3 separate regions of the Mus musculus genome follow, and regions 2 and 3 are each linked to region 1. Evidence: chromatin contacts called from public Hi-C and promoter capture Hi-C data. All regions are on one chromosome and are shown on one strand. Each heading gives the region's core, a stretch centred on a gene start, on an enhancer-like site or on the middle of the called end of the contact. The rest is flanking DNA. Distances are from core to core; before and after follow the strand shown. Region 1 holds the start of Dnah7a (dynein, axonemal, heavy chain 7A). Region 2 overlaps Hecw2 (HECT, C2 and WW domain containing E3 ubiquitin protein ligase 2). Region 3 holds the start of Hecw2 (HECT, C2 and WW domain containing E3 ubiquitin protein ligase 2).

Region 1 (3,674 bases), core at 728-3,227:
GCCCTCTGACCTCTACATGCTTCCCTCCACCCCCAAGTAAATAAATATATAAAACCAAAAGAGGGGACTGGAGAAATGGCTCAGTGGTTAAGAACACTGTCTGCTTTTCCAGAGGTCCTGAGTTCAATTCCCAGCAAACACATGGTGGGTCACAACTGCTGGGAGCCATGGCCTTGTGGATATTTTCTAGCTTACATAAACAATCCTGAGAGAACATTCGTTGTATTAACAGTAAGAATGTTTGTAGGAAAAGAGGACACTGTGACCGTTGGTTCCAAGAGCTGAAGATTGCCACCTGACCTTCAGAGAGCCCCTGGGCTCTTCCCCCTCCCTTGGAGCCTCCTTTTGCTTATGCTTATATTGACACTCCTGAGTAAAGTTTTTCAGAGCTTGATCAGTGTGATTGAATTGCTATCATTCTTCCTGTCTCCTTCCCTCCCACTCTCTCACTCCCTTGCCCTGGGTCCCCACTGATTATCCCTGCAGGCCTGGGCACAGGACCATCTGTAGTGGGGTCTGATGTCCTCTTCTGGCATCTGGGTACATGCAGAACACTCATGTGTATAAAATAAATAAGATTTTAATAAAAAATAAAACCAAAAGAAAATCAAGTGCCATGAGACCCTCTGTTTTCATTAAAGGTTTTAAAGTTTTAGTTCTTCCATGTAGGTAATCCACCTACAGGAGGTGATTTTTATATGTGACATTAAGTGTCTATGTCACATTTGTGCACGTGGATATCTACTTTCCTCAGTATCATTTGTTGTGAAGACATTGTTTCATCACTGTAGCTTTGTACTAAATTTTGAAATAAAAAAAAATATGAGGCTTCCAAATATGTCACTTAAAAAACGTTGTTTTTGGCCATTCGAGATCCCTTAAGATGTCACATAAATTTTAGGTTAGGAACCTGCCATTTCTCAACAGAAAACGTTTACCGTCAGGCATGGTGGCATAAGCCTGTAATTCTAGCACTTGGGAGGCTGCCACAGACAGATTGAGAGTTTGTGACCTGTCTAGGCTAAGAAATGAGACGATCTCAAAACCAAACCAAAATAAATAAACAAAATTAAACAAAAACTTTTCAGTAGGAGGCAGTTTACATTGAAGTCTAAACTCCTCACTCTATTTTACCAGATCTTTAAAATAGAGCACTTATTTATCTTCATCTTCATCACCGGACTCCAATGTGCTTTATTCCAACGACAGTCTGATAGATTTCGTTTTTGTTCTTCTAATTTTCTTCTGTTCTTCTGATTTTTGTTTTTTGTTCTTCTAATAACCATGAAATGTCTCAGGCTTTTGCATCTGATTGCTCTGCCCGAAATATTCCTTGCACAGCATGTGTCCTCCTCTTTCAAATCTCAGCTTTCACGTTTCTTCTGCATCTTCTAAGAGAAATGACTCACAGCACTGTTTCTATTAGTTATGAACACATGCCTTACGGTCACCCAAGCCTATGCCTGAGGGACTGTCTTGGCACAGCTTCGTTCATGTAGTCAATCACGCGTGGATTTAAATGAATTTCCGAAGGCTCACTTTCTAGTGTGTTAGGGAAGTCAACAGAACTGAACACTGAGGCTCCTGGATATGGAGCACTTTACAGGCTTTAGTCTTGAGTGCCTTGTCATTATTCTATTTGCCTACATTAGCAATGAAATCTGCAGAAACAGCCGAATGAAGGCTTAAGGCAGAGAACCACGCCCACGCAGACTCGGTGAAAGATGCAGTAACTTGAGGACCCACTTAGACATCAAGGGGTCTTCGCTCCTCACAGTTGCCTGCCACCCTCTGTAAAGTGGAGTGAGGGCTGTGTTGGAAGCCACCTAGGCCTCAGAGAGCCACCCTGCTCGACCTCTCAGAAAGTTCTGCACCTCATCTCGCAGATGCAGACGACCGGAAGTAGAATCCGCCAGTTTGTTGCTTAGCAACGAATCGACCACGGCGGTTAAAGCTCTCAGCTCAGAAAGAGCCTAGAGCTGTCCAGCGGCGAACAACTCTCCTCTCCAGGTCCTGAGTTCCGCAGCAGCGATCCCGGCCGGCGTTGCCTGGCCCGCAAGTCGACGCCATGAGCAGCAAGAAGGTGAGAGCTGGGCCGCCAGGGTCGGTCCCGGGGGCCAGGCACGCAGGAGCAGACTCCAGTACCACCCTGGCGTTGAGTGTTTTCCCTCCAGTTTCCTTCCCAACCGTTGGACCTCGTTGTCGTAACAACGGGACACAAACTGGATGCGCCATCGGTGGAAACTGGCTCCACAGCGACCCCAGCTGCACACTGGGAGTGTTTGGGTGGGAGGAGGGTGGGCGGTTTTGATGCCAGTTCAACCCAAATAAAAAGTTGATTCTCAATCTGAAAATTGTACTCAGCTTTTAAGATTTTTCATCCCTCCATAGTGGTTTCTCTTATAAACCGAGTTTGTTGTGAAAATGGCTGCAAAAGATGATGTGGGGGTTGGGGAGATGGCTTAGTGCTTAAGAGCTTGATATGAAGCCATGAAGACATAGACTCAAATCCCCAGCACCCACTTCAAGGCCCAGTGTGACTGAGCTTGCCTGTAACCCAGCTCTGCGAGGGTCAGAGACAGGAGGATTGCAGCAACTTCCCATCCAACCCCTTAGTTTCTGGTTAAGTGAGAGACCCTGTCTCAAAGTAGTAAGTCAGTGAGTGATTCACTGGCTTCTGGGCAGAGGCAGGGGCACCCTTACACAAAACATGGACATATCACACACGCACGCACACGCACGGTCACCGGCACATGCACTCTCTCACACGGGAGGGTAGTTTACAATCTTGTGCTATTTAGGTTTTGTGACAAAACAGAGCAAGGCAACTCAGAGAGAAAATTCTTATTTTGTCTCATGGCTTGAGAGGTCGCTGGGTTCTGGGTGTTTCTGGGCGCTGGACTGAAGTCTATATCAAGGCAGGGAGGAGGGCATGGCAGAGAGCACTGGGGAAGAGGCTAGAGAAAGAGCAACAGGTTGAAAGCACACCCCTAATAGCCCTCATTCTTCAGCGGGGCTTTACTCTCAATGGCCCATTCCCACAAACTTACATTAATTTATGGGTGAAAGTAGCATTTTCATCACCAATTGGTGTCACCCCTCGACACAAGAGCTCCTTGGAAAGACATGTCATATCTATCCTATTACAGCTATAGTTATAGATTATATAGGTTATAGAGTACTAGCAGAGGATGTCAAGCCTGCTAACCAAGTAAGCAGTAGTTATGTAAATGCTGGAGAAAGTTTTCAGTTTTTTGCAATCCACATATTAACTAAGAACTAAGAGACAGGTGTTTTGTTTCATATATCTAAGTACAATTAACAATGACCAGTACACGAACAAATGAGGAAAGAATTTCCCCAAATTACAGATACATGTAAGAGGAAAAAACACAACAAAAACCACCCAAGCAATCACTAGACCTCCCTGTGTGATTCTTAACAAAATCACAGCTCGTTACCATCTATACTCGAGTTGCTCATTTGCTTGATGGCCAAGTAAGACTTTGGCCCAATCATGCAACCACAATCTATACTGTCAAAATCTAAAATAGTTCTTTTGTTAACTGTACAGTGGTTTTCCTGGAAAGGTATTTTTATTAATTCTTTTCACCTATGCTAATTTAAGACTACAGTTTTCCTTTTGAAAAGATGAAAGTTCTATACTTTAATCT
Region 2 (3,708 bases), core at 764-3,263, 410 kb before region 1:
GCTTCCTCCAGTCCTAAAAACCTGGAGTATTCCATGTGAAAGGAGAAACGTCCAAATGTTTTACTTCTTTTAGATTTTTCAAGTCATTTTTAGTTATGTGTATGTTGCATGTCTGTTAGAGGTATGTGCACGTGCATGCAGGTACCCACAGGGGCCCGTGGAGTCAGCTCATGCTGGGGTTGGAGGTCTAGGTGGTTGTGAGCTGTCTGATTGGGTGCTAGGAACCAAGCTCTTCTGAAAGAGCAGCCTGTGCTCTTAACTGCTAAGTCTCTTCTACAACTGATTGACAGACAAACAAGGAAAACCCCGAATGTTTAGCTCTACAGGATGCCATTCCTATGTGTTGTTCTTCCATCATGCAGTTTTCCAGGTTTCACAGTGCCCACTTCTCACACAGGGCTGGCAAACAGTTTCATTAGTTGTTTTCATAAACTTTGTGATTAAAATATTTTGCGAGTGTATTTTATTCCCGTTGGGAGGGACAGTATTGAAAAGAGAATCCCTCAGGTTGCCTCTCTCGGGGTGTCATAACCCTTGTTGCCATGGTCGCGGAAGCTGAAGCTGACGCTTGTTCTGAGTGGTGCGTTTTCCCTTACCTTTCCTCAACTCCTCCTCCCCCAGTTCTCTTCTGACTCTCTAGAAACTTCTTTGTATTATCAGCCTTGCCTGCCTGCCTGCCTGTCTCTAATAGCCCTGCCTTGGACCACACAGTTTTCTAATGTGATACTAACATTGCAATAATCCAGTTATTGCCTTTGGGATCTCCCTTGTTCTGAAATACTCTTTCAGTTCTGTTTGTCTCTTCAGTCATGCCTAGCATGCAGGTATGCGCTTACTTGTTTAAGGCACCACGTGAGCCAGAATATGGCCCAGCTCTGCTTTGTTCCCAGAATGTGAGTGTGGTATCTGGGAGGCTCTGGTGTTTGCTGTGTGAATGGCATGAGCAGTGCAGGGGCTTAAGGGTGGAGTGTGGATTAATTTGCATCTCTGCCTGGCAACACATTGCTCAATCTTCATTCACAGTCATTTCTATTTTAATGATTCCAGAAACATAGATGAAAATACTGATTAATGTTTTCTTAAGTTTATTTATTATCTCTGTAATGCTTGTGGTTTTATGTTTAGTAATTTAGCATTCCAAGAATAATTTATTTACTGTGCACCATCATCATCATCATCGATTAAACACAAAGTCTAATTTCTATAGGCTTCCAAGAGAGGGAGGGAGGAGCCCTTAAAGTCATCCCTGCTAAACACTTGTGGGTAGGACTCGGAGAGGAAAACTACCAGGGCTAAATTAGTTTCATATTCCTAATTAAAACCAGTGCTGCACAATAATTAAGATTGTTTGTCCAGAAGCTCTTTTGGGTTTTTGATCATATAATACAAAAATAATAGTTGTTTAAAAAGTTTACTTATAATAATACTCATATTTGTGGAAAATAGATATAAAAACAAAAATGCTTTTTATTATTTTTGAGGGGTGGAAAGTATCTTTTTATTATGAAGTATAACAATTAATGCCATATATTAAAGGAAAAAAAAACCCCACAGTCTCATTGAAACCATTATTTATTTTCATGCATTTGAGCCAGAGGCTTATTTAAGCATTCCCTGATTTATTTTTGTCTTGAATTTGTTAGAAATATGCATTACAGGGTAGTAATTGTGGTTATTTTGAATGTTCAAGGTGGAATATTCAGAAGAAAAAATCCTGTAGGAATTAATGGAGTTCTCTTCAGGAATAAGGAAGGTAATAAGGGGGGTGGGAGGAGAGTGCCCACCCTTTATTTTGAAGGCTTCAGGGCCAGAGCAGCAGGCAGAGATACAAGACCAGAAGGCTGGGGGCATTCTGGCAGGATTTGTGCATCCTTACAAGTCTCCGTGGGAGGCTGGGATGAAGGAATTAAATCTGCCAAAGGACCAAAATACTGTTCTTTCTTATTATACCCCCACCTCCTCGTCCTACACAGAACTCTCTGCGAACACTGGAGCTTTTTATAGTCCAAGAACTTTGAAAGTCAGCCTTCCCAGCCCATGAGTTCCAGGGAGAATCCAGCAGCTTGCTTTTGCCAGCTCTGAAATCGTGATCTTGAAGAAAATGTTTAGTGGCTCATATTTTAGCTGAGGCCCAGGGTGGAAATACTCAGTTTGCTTGTCTTGAGTGTGCCTAGACATGCATGGACACGCACGAGCAGCCCCCGTTGATGATGGTTCTTTTCTCTCAGGTGCTGATGTGGTGAAGGGGTAGAAAGGCAGTTGGTAAAAGTAGGTCAAGAGAGTGAACTGGAAAAATGTAAAGTCCTACTGTGTATGCCTCTTTCCATGGTTCAGAAAGCCGCATTCTTTCAGAGCCCTTGCAGGGGGGTAAAAATACCTGCATAAACCGGCCCAGTTATTTACCCCATACATAAACTGTAGAAATAGCAAAAGCAAACACTACAACACAGTCGCCTATCACAGAGTTTCCTATGACAGTTTTAAAAAACAAAGCAGGCTTCCAGGGCTTATTGTTACCAAAAAGGCATGATTGCATCATAGGAGAAGATTGTCTGTACAAACTCTTCAGTGGACTGTTTTAAACCATCTGATGATGGGCCAAGAAACAGTGAGTTGACTTTCCCTACTAAGATAAAGGTCTTTCTCCTGTGGGAGGAACACTCCTCAGGGCCTTCTTTTCTAATTGTGAGTTTTTTGCTTAGGTGTAATGTTAACATGCAATTTGCAATTGGTTGTTTGGAATAAAATATACTCACTTGGCTCCTGTCGGCCGGCATAACAGTATCATTAATAGTGTCAGGGGCTGGTTCTTGCCCATGGGATGGGTTTCAAGTTGGGCCAGTGATTGGTTGGCCATTCCCTTAGAGTCTGCTTCACCTTTGTCCCTGCACATCTTGTAGGCAGACTACATTTTGGGTTGAAGGTTGAATGGTTGGTTGGTGTCCTTATCCCTCCACTGGGGATCCTTCCTGGCCACAGGAGGTGTCTACGTTAGGTTCCATATCTCCCACTACTAGGAATCTCAGCTAGAATCACCCCCCATAGACTCCCTGGAACTTCCCCCATCCCAGGTCTCTACCATTTCCTAGAGATGTCCCCCACACACAACGATTTCTGTGTCATCTGCCTCTTGAACCTGTTCCTCCCACTCTGTTCTCCTCCCCATCTCCTCTCCTACCCAGTTCTCTTCCTCCTTCCACCTCTGAAGATGACTTTATTTCTCTTTCTGAGTGAGATTCAAGCATCCTTCCTTGTGCCCTCCTTGTTACTTGGCTTCTTAGGATCTGTGGATTATAGTGTGGGTATCCAGTACTTTATGGCTAATATCCACTTATCAGTGAGTATGTACCGTGCATGTCCTTTTGGGACCTGGCTACTTCACTCAGGATGATATTTTCTAGGCCCATCTATTTGCCTGCAAATTTCACGATGTCCTTGTTTTAAATGGTTGAGTAAATAAACCACATTTTATTTATCTAGTCTTCAGTTGTTTCCAGTTTCTGGCTATTACAAATAAAGCTGCTATGAACATATTTGAGCACATGTCCTTGTGGTACGGTGGGACATCTTTTGGGTATAAGCCCAGGAGTGGTACAGAATAGTTATTCTTAAGGTAGAATTGTCCTCTGAGAGGCTCCACCTAGCAGTTGATGGAAACAGATGCAGAAACCCACAGTTAAATCTTAGCCGGACCTTGGGGAGTCTTGT
Region 3 (3,296 bases), core at 35-2,534, 490 kb before region 1:
ACTCTTTAGTTAAAAGATAGGTTTGTGATAGTGGCTAATCAATATGGATGCTAAGTTTTGCAGGTGTGGGCTCGCTGGATCTAAACTGTACAAAGAGACCGATTCATGGCATCCCATGAGATTCCTATTATAGGTGAGACTAGCCCTAGTACTGACAATAGACACTGGAATTGGACCTTTGGTTGGATGAGGTTCATCAATGATGCCTGTGATGATACATATAGAGACAAAGACATCAGGGCTTTTTTTTTTTGTGACCCACGATAGAATGTAACTGAAGCTAATTTGAAATAAAAAGGGAGATCCTCCTTCAAGGGTCAGAGCCGTCTTCTCCATCTCAACCTTTCAAAAGTTGGCTTTTGGCAAACTGCAGAGGTCCTTGTTGCCTGGCTCTTATTTTCCAGATATAGTCATACTAGTTTCAATAGCTTTACATTTTCTGAATAGTCCCTAGAAAAGCCCCACACAAATGTCTGGACTAATAAGTTCACCTACAGCCCCTCACTGTGGTCTAGACTATGATGGCTGGTTTGTCTTGGGGTCTGCCAGGATCCAGGAACCACAAAGATTCTTTGTGGGTGAGGGAGCTATATGAACCACTGTTTCTAGAAAGGTAGAGTTGAGAAGATATAGAATACTGAACACACACTTTCAAAAAACACAGATATCAATTACTTGGGGTGAAGATGTTATTATTGTACTTCCTGCATAAATATAGTTAAGCTATAAAACTAAGTAACTCTTCCATGTTTTGATAGGCACCATCAAGTACTGTGGGGCACAGTCATATCAGCATTATACATTTCCCCCCTAAAACAAGACTAACTCAAAGATGCTTCAGAAGAAATAGACGGAAAGCACCAAGTATCTGTGCAAAATTTAGTTTTTAGTGACCTAAGTCACATGCGATTTTAATAATACATTCTTTATCTTCACCACACCCCGTGCAGGGTGACATAAGTGTTACTGTCTTGTACAGATGGGGAAATTGAGGCATGACACCCTCGATTCCCCTTTCCAATGGGATTTAGGGACAGACTTGTCTGCATGACCTCAGCGGGTCCCCTTCATCCTTCGCGACGCCTATAGGAATGCTCCTGTCCTTCGCTCCGCAGTCTAACTCGTCCTCCGCCCAGCTCCACCCGCCCAGCTCTGGAGCGCCGTCCCCAGGGAGGTCCCGTGGGCCCGGGTCTGGCCGCTTCTCCCCAGCTCTGCTCGGTCAAGCTCCCGAGTACCCGACGTGCAGGCGGCCCCCCGCCCAGCGCCCCCAGCGCGGTGCGGGCAGATGCTGCCCCGGCGTCTAGCGGACAAGGCGGCGGCGGCGGCGGCGGCGCGGCTGGAGGTGAGCGGGCCGGGGACCCGTGGCGATGCGGGGGAGGAGGTGACGGTGAAGGGACGCGGGCAGCTGGTGTGCGGCTTGCGGACGACGCCTAGAGAGCGAGCAGAACGGGCGCCTGGGGCCCCGAGCGCGGGGAGACATGGCTCCGCGCGTCCCCGCCGCCGCCGCCGCTGACTCGACACAATCGGCGGCTCGCGCGGCGTAACCGCGGGTGGGCGGCGGCACGGAGCCGCCTCGGGAGCGCCGAGGGTCGCGGCGTGTGAGCATGCCGGCTCAGAGGCGAGCCGAAGACCGCCTCTGAGACGCTCGCCGGCCCGGGGCGCAGGGTGGGCTCCGTGACGCGCGGCCGCCCGCCTTCCCCGCGGCGCGCGCTGGCGGCTCGCGGCGACTGCGGGGCGCGCTCCCGCCTCGACCGGGTCCCCACCCGCAGCCCGCCTGCCCAGGTGAGTGCGCGGCTCGCGGCCCGCGCCCGCGCCGCAGGTAGCGGGCGGTGGCTTTGTCTCGCTCCCTTGCGCCCTGGTGCGGTCATGCATTTGACATTCTGCCCCTGAAGCGCCGGGCACCAGCGCCGGACGCGCCTGCTGATTCGGTGATCCCCGGGAACTGGGACTTGGGGGCTCGCGTGAGCATCACTCGAGGGAGAGGAGGAGGCTGCGTTTGCTTTCTGTTTGGAATGTGTGGTGAGCATCCTCTGCTGGAGCTTGGGGCCTGGAGCAAACCCGGGCTGCAGATTTAGACGTAGACGTTTGGGAGGACGTGCAGCTGCAGAGGTCTGGCTCCTTATGCCTGGTCTTCTCCGTTCGCGGTGCTCAGCCGCCTTTCGTTTATTATGATTAATTTTAGGAACACCGTCACAGGCACAGTTATTTCTTTGAGAGTTGGGAGTCTTTGGAGTCAGCACAGAGAGCTCACGAGTAGAGTTATAAGGGTTCGGTCAATAATAAACTTGGAAAAGGACAGCGTCGGTGATCGTATGGACAGAGGTGGACAAGAGGCAAACTTCACCGCGGCCTTTAGCCTTTGTGGATAAGATTTCTGCTTTGCTCTGCTAGAGTCATGCAAACTCGGAGTTCTTGTATGTATGCCTTTGCCAAAGTGTAAAACTTATTTTTCCCTTTTCTTGAATAGTTTTTTTTTTTTTTTTGTTTTGGTATTTTGTCATTTAGGAAAAAAAATAGAGTAACCAGTAGTCTTTTATTAGAAATTGTAAAAATTCGGTGTATTTGTTTGCCCTGTAAATATGATTTTCTTTTTACTGTTTCTCCTATTCCCTGAAGGGCTCATTTCTTCTATTGCCTAGAGAGTCAGTCAGCCTCTGGCTCTCCCTTTCCCCTCCCCCAACAGATGGCTTTATGTGCCAAGAGGTTATCTTTAAAATGTTACTCACATTACTTACAAACAAAGCAGGCTTAGTTCTGAAGTTTGTGTGTGGAGTTATGAGAAGAAGAGGCCTAATTGGATAGGGATATTATTAATGGTGTAAAGACCTGGATCTTGCTAATCTGTTTGGTCATCAGAAGATTCCTGCAGAGATTGTTTATATAGTGTGGGACAGATGGTGTCCCTAGCAGACAAGAGAAGCCAGGCAGAAAGGGGCATTGTACTCTTTATTATTGGGAGGTGGAACAGAGTGGGTGAACGGCGAGAAAGACATAATTTCGACCTCTTAAAGGAGACGTTTGTTATACAGCAGCCTAAACCATTTCTTTCTTTTTAACGTTTAAAACCTTGTCATTGAATTGTTTGTTTTATTTCTACATCGGCTATGATAAGACAGTTTAAGCAGTCACAGCAACACAGATGCCTTTGTACGCAAAAGTATCTTACCACTTTTTGGGAAAAAAAACAGTCCCATTTCTATTGGCCCTTGCATATACTTGGCACCTCGGACTCATAATGTCTCCCAGCTGCAGGGACTTCAGTTTCATCCGCATCAGTCTGAGTTTGTTTCTTTCAT

The links. Promoter capture Hi-C pulls out the DNA fragments that hold promoters and counts their contacts. Hi-C and Micro-C count contacts between places; a contact is called where the count stands out from the background.
Region 2: a contact with region 1 is called in a Hi-C map of cortical neurons, with 2.6 times the contacts expected there. The contact joins the enhancer-like site here to the promoter of Dnah7a in region 1. A contact is called at or near these places in 1 of 39 promoter capture datasets (embryonic stem cells), 1 of 484 Hi-C or Micro-C datasets (cortical neurons) and 1 of 9 other capture datasets (adipose tissue).
Region 3: a contact with region 1 is called in a promoter capture Hi-C map of embryonic stem cells, with 2.7 times the contacts expected there. The contact joins the promoter of Hecw2 here to the promoter of Dnah7a in region 1. A contact is called at or near these places in 1 of 39 promoter capture datasets (embryonic stem cells), 1 of 484 Hi-C or Micro-C datasets (adipose-derived mesenchymal stem cells) and 1 of 115 datasets of contacts at active chromatin or transcription factors (forebrain).

What each region holds. Positions count from the first base shown.
Region 1 is chr1:53,705,087-53,708,760 of GRCm38.p6, reverse strand. Dnah7a (dynein, axonemal, heavy chain 7A) reads left to right here and starts at 1,977. Exons shown (of 66, transcript NM_001252070.1): 1 at 1,977-2,083. The coding sequence starts at 2,069. The region is part of intron 2 of Gm32311 (a long non-coding RNA gene); the gene reads right to left.
Region 2 is chr1:54,117,021-54,120,728 of GRCm38.p6, reverse strand. All of the region lies in intron 1 of Hecw2 (HECT, C2 and WW domain containing E3 ubiquitin protein ligase 2), which reads left to right. Among named protein-coding and RNA genes, the nearest start is that of Hecw2, 76 kb to the left of the region's middle. Within about 2 kb of position 2,013, at least 39 of the 459 cell types and tissues checked have an H3K27ac peak or open chromatin away from gene starts, as enhancers often do. A contact at or near this core is called in cortical neurons, where this site is marked.
Region 3 is chr1:54,193,022-54,196,317 of GRCm38.p6, reverse strand. It overlaps Hecw2 (HECT, C2 and WW domain containing E3 ubiquitin protein ligase 2), which reads left to right and starts at 1,284. Exons shown (of 29, transcript NM_001001883.3): 1 at 1,284-1,342.